Linked DNA regions of Triticum aestivum: region 2 is linked to region 1. A link is a contact called in public HiCAR-type data. All regions are on one chromosome and are shown on one strand. The core of a region is the stretch at or near the end of the contact, and the rest is flanking DNA. Distances in the headings are between cores, read along the strand shown.

Region 1 (3,657 bases), core at 855-3,354:
AATGGGAGGGGATATTGTTTCTTCTAGAAACCCCATAAGCTGGACTTGCTGATAAGCCATTTGATGGTGTTGCAATGGGGACCCTGGCATTTATGCTTGTTGGGTGTACTGTCTAAATTAACTGTGCTTGTTGTAGAGGCAGGCACATTTATAGCAGGTTTAGGCTTTAAGCTTATGTTAAGATAATCTTAATTTCTAAGTTGGTGCTAATCTAGTTTATCTACCCCTTTAACTTTAATTCCCGTCAATGATTTATTAAACTTATTTTTTTCTGCATCATCTTAGGGTGTTCTGAAGTTGAAACAAAATGCAATGGCAACTGACGAACGGCCCATTGATCCTTCCTGTCCATGTATGGTATGGCTTCAACAACACTAGGAACAAAGTGGTAAACTGATTGATATAATTACAATCTTTGGAGTTCTGTAACATGGTTGTCTTGTTTTTCAGGTCTGCAAGAACTATACCCGTGCATACTTGCATTGTCTGGTCACGAAAGATCCTATGGGTTCTCAACTGCTGTCATATCACAATTTATCATTTATGGCGCGGGTATCCTGTCATTTTTTTTGGCTGAGTTGTTCATTTTGAGCATAGTTGGCTATTGTTTGATCACTCTCATTTCTGTTTCAGTTAAGTAGAGATCTCCACATGTCGATTCTTGAAGGGCGATTTCCAGAGTATGTTGTCTTATTCGACATAAATCTGCCTGATTATTCAGTTAAATTGTGTGCTGTTAAATAACGAAATTCTGCTGACATGTTTGCAGATTCGTTAGAGGATTCTTGAGGGTGCAGGTTTGTTTTGCTCTGCAATCTCTGTTCTATCATATATGATTGAATAAAAAATAGCTGAGCAACAAACTGCTTCCTTATACCATCGCCACCCAATCATCTACAGAGCTAAAACCATACTCTTGTCTTGTTATTATCTTTCTTAGTAGTTTGTGTTACCTGTAAACACTAAAATCATGATGATGGCAGTTCCCAAAGGGCGACGTGCCAAAGTGGGTTCACAATGCAATGGAGGTTGCTGGCATCGACATATCGGAGTGCTGCACCCCGACCAACTGCCAGCACGACGCAATGGAGGCTGCCGGCGTCGACATTTCGGACTTCTGCCCTCCCACCAAATGCCCCTGACGCGGAACGCTCAGGGGCATTCATTACGGATACCACGATACCAGTTGACTATAGGGGAGGGTTGTCGCGTGGAAGTGATCCCTCATACTTAACATGACGCGTTTTCACGAGGTTTTTTTTGGGTCATAGACTGTAGGCCTGGCTCTCATCCATTGCTTCAGCATAGAATTTTCCAACAGTATGCTGAAGTCAGCCGCCCATAGGTTTTGATAGTCTCCAAGGTGTTATAGTACGTATCTGTCATTGATTGTTTGCAAGCTGCTGCAAATGTTTTTGCTGCAAGGACAGTCCACGGGAAGTTGTAACAGCATCATTATTTATACTCACGAAAATTGTTACTGTGACGCAGGTCATTTTGTTTCACTGAACATGGCTTCTCGAGACTTCACACTCTTTGTCCAAACTCTGGTCTTCCTCACACTCTTTGTTGGCTTGAATGTGTATTTTGTGGATTTCTTTGTAGTGCTTAGGGTTTGTTGGTGGTCCACTGGCAGGTGGTTTTGCAACGCTGTCGGTTTCAAGGCATGGAAAATGTCGCGTGGGAAATGTGTGCGATCTTCAGGAAAATGACCTGGCTGGTCATCTGGATCGTCCATTTCTCATCGGACGGCGGACAGGGCTGGCAACCAGTATCTACTGGCGCCACGTGTCGGCCCCCTGCTGGCCGTCGCTTCCCGTCAAAACGCGATACCTCGCGGGATCCACCACCGGTGACGAGGCTGCTCAGCTCAGCCGCACCGCACAGGTGAGCACCAACACAGATTCCAGCGACTGCGACTGGTCCCCACGCCGAGCCCTAGTATCTCCCGACAAAAAACGCGGGCGACACAGCGCTGCTCCTTTACCCGCTGCCAGGTGGGTCCATCCCGGAGGCCCAGCACACGGCCTCACATGTCAGCGGGTGAAACCCGCAAGGCGTTAGTATCGCAGATTCCGCCGTTAGTATCTATGCTAAAAATGATTATTTCAAAAAGCAGCCATTACAAGTCGATCTCCGGGGACTGAATTCTGAAACCACCTGCCCGCCTCTGCTCCTGGACCACTCCGCCGCCGTCCTCCCGCCGCCGGCGCCGATGGAGCGCCTCCGGGTCGCCGTCTCCCACCGCCCGCCTCTGCTCCTCCCCGCCCCGAACCACCTCCGCCGGCGCCAGCTCCACCTCCCCCTCCCGCTCGCATCCCGCCCCCTCTCTTCGCGGCATCGCCTGCTCTCCCCCGCCCCTCGCCGCCACGCCCGGCACCTCCTCGCCTCCCAAACGCCCGGCCCCGAGCCCGACGCGGAGGCCAGCGCTGAACCCGCCGGCGCCAAGCTCGTCCCGCTCATCGTCTCCCTGGCGGCCGGCCTCGCCGTGCGCTTCCTCGCGCCGCGGCCCGCCGAGGTGACCCTGCAGGCGTGGCAGCTGCTCTCCATCTTCCTCTCCACCATCGCGGGGCTCGTGCTGGGCCCGCTCCCCGTCGGCGCCTGGGCCTTCCTCGGCCTCACCACCGCCGTGGCCACGCGGACGCTCCCCTTCGAGACCGCCTTCTCCGCCTTCACCAACGAGGTCATCTGGCTCATCGTCATCTCCTTCTTCTTCGCGCGAGGATTCGTCAAGACCGGCCTCGGCGATCGCATCGCCACCTACTTCATCAAGTGGCTCGGGGGCAGCACGCTGGGGCTCTCCTACGGGCTCACCGTCAGCGAGGCCTGCATCGCGCCGGCCATGCCCAGCACCACCGCCAGGGCCGGAGGCGTCTTCCTACCAATCATCAAGTCACTCTCGCTCTCGGCAGGCAGCAAGCCTAACGACCCGTCGTCGCGGAAGCTCGGCTCATATCTTGTGATGACCCAGTTCCAGGTAAGTGGTGTAAATTAATTTTCATTATTCAATGCTGGTTTGATGAACTTGGTGCTGGTAATTTGGCCATAGAATAGATCGATCATACAATCCTGCCACCATAGGATTCTAACAAATGAATGCGCCAGATGCGCAGTTGCTAATTGTCACAACACTTGAACTCTTGAAGGGTGCATTCCCGCGGCCGTTTTTGTTTCAGAAAGGGTTCAGTGCTCAACTGCCGATCGTGTTACCTTGATTATATTAACCTCTTGTGGAGCGGTGCTCTGCACAGGTTAAAGGTGGTGCAACATTTCTTTGTTACTGATTGGGTGATGTGGGGTGTTAGCATGATTTTCCTAGGCGCAATTAGTGCAAGAACCTGTAATCCTATATGCGTCAAATCGATGCTTGCTTGGTCAGAAGTTATTTAGTGTACACCCCCCAGTGCTGAAATTAATTTTGGAGCTCTAGCATGTCAGTTTGTTATTTTGTGTATTTCACTTTCGTGATTTCTCAACAGCCTTTCTAAAGGGAGTATCTTATCAGTTGGAGGATTCTACGGCGAAACTAGAGTAGTGCATTGCTCACCTGATTCCTGATTCCTGACAACATTATTCAGTAAATTGATGAAGTTGAACTGAAGAAAACTTATCTGGAAATAAAAAGTGACAAACAGTTAAACACAACAGGCATGGTTG
Region 2 (3,516 bases), core at 239-2,738, 390 kb after region 1:
CAAGGGACGGAATGATGAAGCCGGTGGCCTCCTTAGTTGCTGACCCACCGCAATTGGTTTCTGATCTGATCGACCACACTAGAGCTGCGTGGCGAGAGGACTTGCTTAGACAGGTGTTCATACCCATTGATGTGGAGGCGATCTTGCAAATACCGCTCTGTACACGGCGTGTGGACGATTTCTGGTCATGGAATGATGATCCAAGGGGGCGTTTTTCTGTACGGTCAGCTTATAAGATGATTGTCAAGATCAAGATTGGGCGCGAGGCATGGCTGGAGGAAAGGGAGGATCCTTCCAACTCTGAACATGAGATGAGGGGGTGGAACTCGCTATGGAACATGTCAGTGCCACCGAAACTGCGCTTTTTCACTTGGCGTTTGGCGCAACACTCACTCCCTATGGGAGATGTCCTAAACCATCGTCATATGGCCACTACGAGTGCTTGCTCCCTATGCGGAGGGCAGGATAGCTGGCGGCATTCTTTGCTGGAGTGTAATGTGTCTAGGTGTGTGTGGGCACTTTCAGAAGCCGAGATGGTCGAGCACATGTGGGCAACCTCAGAACCTGACGCACGGCTGTGGCTCTTTGCCATGAATGACTCTCTTCCACCGGAGCAATTTCAGTTGATGATTGTTACTTTATGGGCGATTTGGAGTGCAAGACGGAAAGCTATACATGAGGATATATACCAGACTCCGTTTGCCACTGACAACTTCATCAAAGCTTACTTATCAGACATAGAGTTTTTGAAGAAGAAGAAGGAGGAAGCACATGGGATAGTAGTACCACGACCCCGTACGTGGATTCCACCACCAACAGATTACTACAAACTCAATGTGGACGCGGCCGTGTCACGCCCAGGTACGTTTGGCGCAGTTGGTGTGGTTTGCAGGGATGAGAGATGTTTGTTCATGGGAGCGTCAGCTCTCGTTTTTAAAGGACTGCACAACCCCCAAGTGCTAGAAGCACTAGCTGTTCGGGAGGCATTAGCACTTTCAGAAGATCTCTATATCAACCGTTTACTTGTTGCCTCCGATTGCGAGGTGGTGGTAGATGCAATCAGACAGGGAAGCTCAGCAGAATTTGGAGCCATTGTCGAGGAAATCAAGACTAGAGCAACTACCTTTATTTCATGTTCGTTTACTCATGAGTATAGGACCTCCAATACGGAGGCCCATAATCTCGCAAAGCATGCGTTATCTTTAGGGTTTGGCCGACACACTTGGCTAGGACAACCCGGCGATCTTCTTTTTGTACCTATGAACATTATGATTCAGTAATAAAGCTTTGTGAGATTCTCAAAAAAAAAAGCAAAAAAGGTCGCGCTAGGGCTCGCAAATTGCCGTGCGACGCGTGCTGGGGGTCCTAACCATGGTCAGCTCCTGACCGCACCGGCCCCCTCCACCTAACCCGTGCGCCGAGCCGGAGGAACTCGGCCCCGCCTGTCTCTCTCTCTCCCCCTCCCTCCTTTATTAAACGCACACGGAAATGCAGCACGCAGTGTTGGGGAAACGGAAAGGAAACCCGGAAAAGAAAACAGAGCAGGACTCCACTCTCCTCCCCCCTCCTCACTCTCTCTTTCTTGGATCGTAAGCAATCGCGGAGGAAATCCATCCGCAATCGTGGAGGGGAGGACATTTTGATCGGTGCTGGTTTGCCAAGGCGGGGACGAGGGTACATGGTGGCCGTCATGGATCGAGGCGTGGACGGGAGGACGGGGAGGGGCCAGCAGTGGAGGCGCACCAGCCCTTTCTCCCGCTCTTTGCTCCTCTTCTCGCAGTAATCGGGGAGGGTGGTGGTGGTGGTGGTGGTGCCGGTGCCATCTGAATTTCTGCGGAGCTCGCCATGAAGCGGCCCGGCGGCGGAAACCCCTCCTCCCTCCACCAGATGGCCAGCCCCAATCGTAAATTGCGAGCCCTCTTTCTTTCTTTCTTTCTTTCTTTCTGGTGGGAATTCGTTCTGTTGAGGTGAAGGGCGCGGAAATCTGAGTCTCTGTGTGCGTGTTTGATTAGATATGGACTACGGCGTGGTCGGGATGGAGGCGGACGGGGACGCGGAGGAGGAGATGATGGCGTGCGGCGGTGGCGGCGGCGGCTGCGGGGGAGGGGAGAAGAAGCGGCGGCTGAGCGCGGAGCAGGTGCGCGCCCTGGAGCGGAGCTTCGAGGTGGAGAACAAGCTGGAGCCGGAGCGCAAGGCGCGGCTGGCGCGCGACCTCGGCCTGCAGCCGCGCCAGGTCGCCGTCTGGTTCCAGAACCGCCGCGCGCGCTGGAAGACCAAGCAGCTCGAGCGCGACTACAACGCGCTGCGCCACTCCTACGACGCGCTCCGCGTCGACCACGACGCCCTCCGCCGCGACAAGGAGGCCCTCCTCGCCGAGGTCCGTGCCGCTCACGCCCGCTTAAATTACGCTGCTGCTTAGTACTACCTGCGCAATGGCTGATGCTCGTTGCTGGCGCGTCTCATGTGATACAGATCAAGGATCTGAAGGGGAAGCTGGGGGACGAGGAGGCCGCGGCGAGCTTCACGTCGGTGAAGGAGGAGCCGGCGGCGTCCGACGGCCCGCCGCCCGCGGGCATGGGGTCATCCGACAGCGACTCGAGCGGTGTTCTGAACGACACGGACGCGACCGGCGCGACACCAACAGAGGAGGCGCCGGCTCCAGACATGGGGACGCTGCTCGGCGGGCCCGGGGCGGCCGGCGCGGCGGCGGCGGGGCACGGGCAGGTGTTCCTGCACGGGAATTTCCTGAAGGTGGAGGAGGACGAGACGGGGTTCCTGGACGACGAGGAGCCGTGCGGGGGGTTCTTCGCCGACGAGCCGCCGCTGGCGTGGTGGACGGAGCCGACGGATCCCTGGAAGTGAGGCGCGGCGGAGAGAGAGAGACTCGGTGGGAGACGACACCTCGCGCGGGGAATAAAAGATTAGTGAAGAAAGCAGGGGCTTTTCTGAAATTTTTGTAAATCTCGTTTTTATCTAGTCCTTTCCTGTCAAACCCTCGCCGTCGCAGCATCAGCAATAGTACTACTACTACTACTAGTGCCATTTCCGCCCCCGCTCTTTCTGCCATTTCCTTTTTCCTCCCGTAAACCCTCGCCTTTTAGCTAAAAACTTAAATGTTCAAGTTAAGCTGGACTGAAGTGTAAAAAGGCCCACGAGATAGGGACAAGGGGAAAAGGACAGTGTGGAGCGAGCAGTGAAGAGGAAGGGAGGGAGCAGCAAGCAACAACGGGCGGGCCACGGAGCAGCGTCGCTGTTGGGGTGGGCCCCGGAGGCCACGTGAAGCGCAGGCATTGGGCCTCCCATTGACCGGGCTGGCCTGAGCTTTAGCGCGTGATGGCGGCGCGCAGAGTCGTAACCGACAGCCATCCGCCCCGCGACGCCAACGCGCCTGGCCCAGCCCGCGCCCCCTTCGTCCACGCCGGGCCTCCCCCGCGAGAGCGACCGCCGACGGCGACCCGCGCGCGCGCTCCCCCGTCGTCGCCGGCTCCCTCGAATCGAGCCCCGCGGCCTCGCGCT

What was found. HiCAR-type assays count read pairs that join an accessible place to other places.
Region 2: a HiCAR-type map of leaf shows a contact between it and region 1, with 4 times the contacts expected there. The contact joins the promoter of LOC123104045 here to the promoter of LOC123104042 in region 1. A contact is called at or near these places in 3 of 5 Hi-C or Micro-C datasets (all in leaf) and 1 of 1 datasets of contacts at active chromatin or transcription factors (leaf).

Annotation. Positions count from the first base shown.
Region 1 is chr5A:463,567,100-463,570,756 of IWGSC CS RefSeq v2.1, forward strand. LOC123104042 (dicarboxylate transporter 2.1, chloroplastic) reads left to right here and starts at 2,105. Exons shown (of 4, transcript XM_044525763.1): 1 at 2,105-2,977. The coding sequence starts at 2,216. It overlaps LOC123104043 (queuine tRNA-ribosyltransferase catalytic subunit 1), which reads left to right. Exons shown (of 16, transcript XM_044525764.1): 12 at 286-357; 13 at 451-552; 14 at 634-680; 15 at 770-797; 16 at 984-1,505. The coding sequence ends at 1,142.
Region 2 is chr5A:463,955,195-463,958,710 of IWGSC CS RefSeq v2.1, forward strand. It overlaps LOC123104045 (homeobox-leucine zipper protein HOX4), which reads left to right and starts at 1,489. Exons shown (of 3, transcript XM_044525765.1): 1 at 1,489-1,903; 2 at 2,013-2,377; 3 at 2,473-3,042. The coding sequence starts at 1,846. The coding sequence ends at 2,862.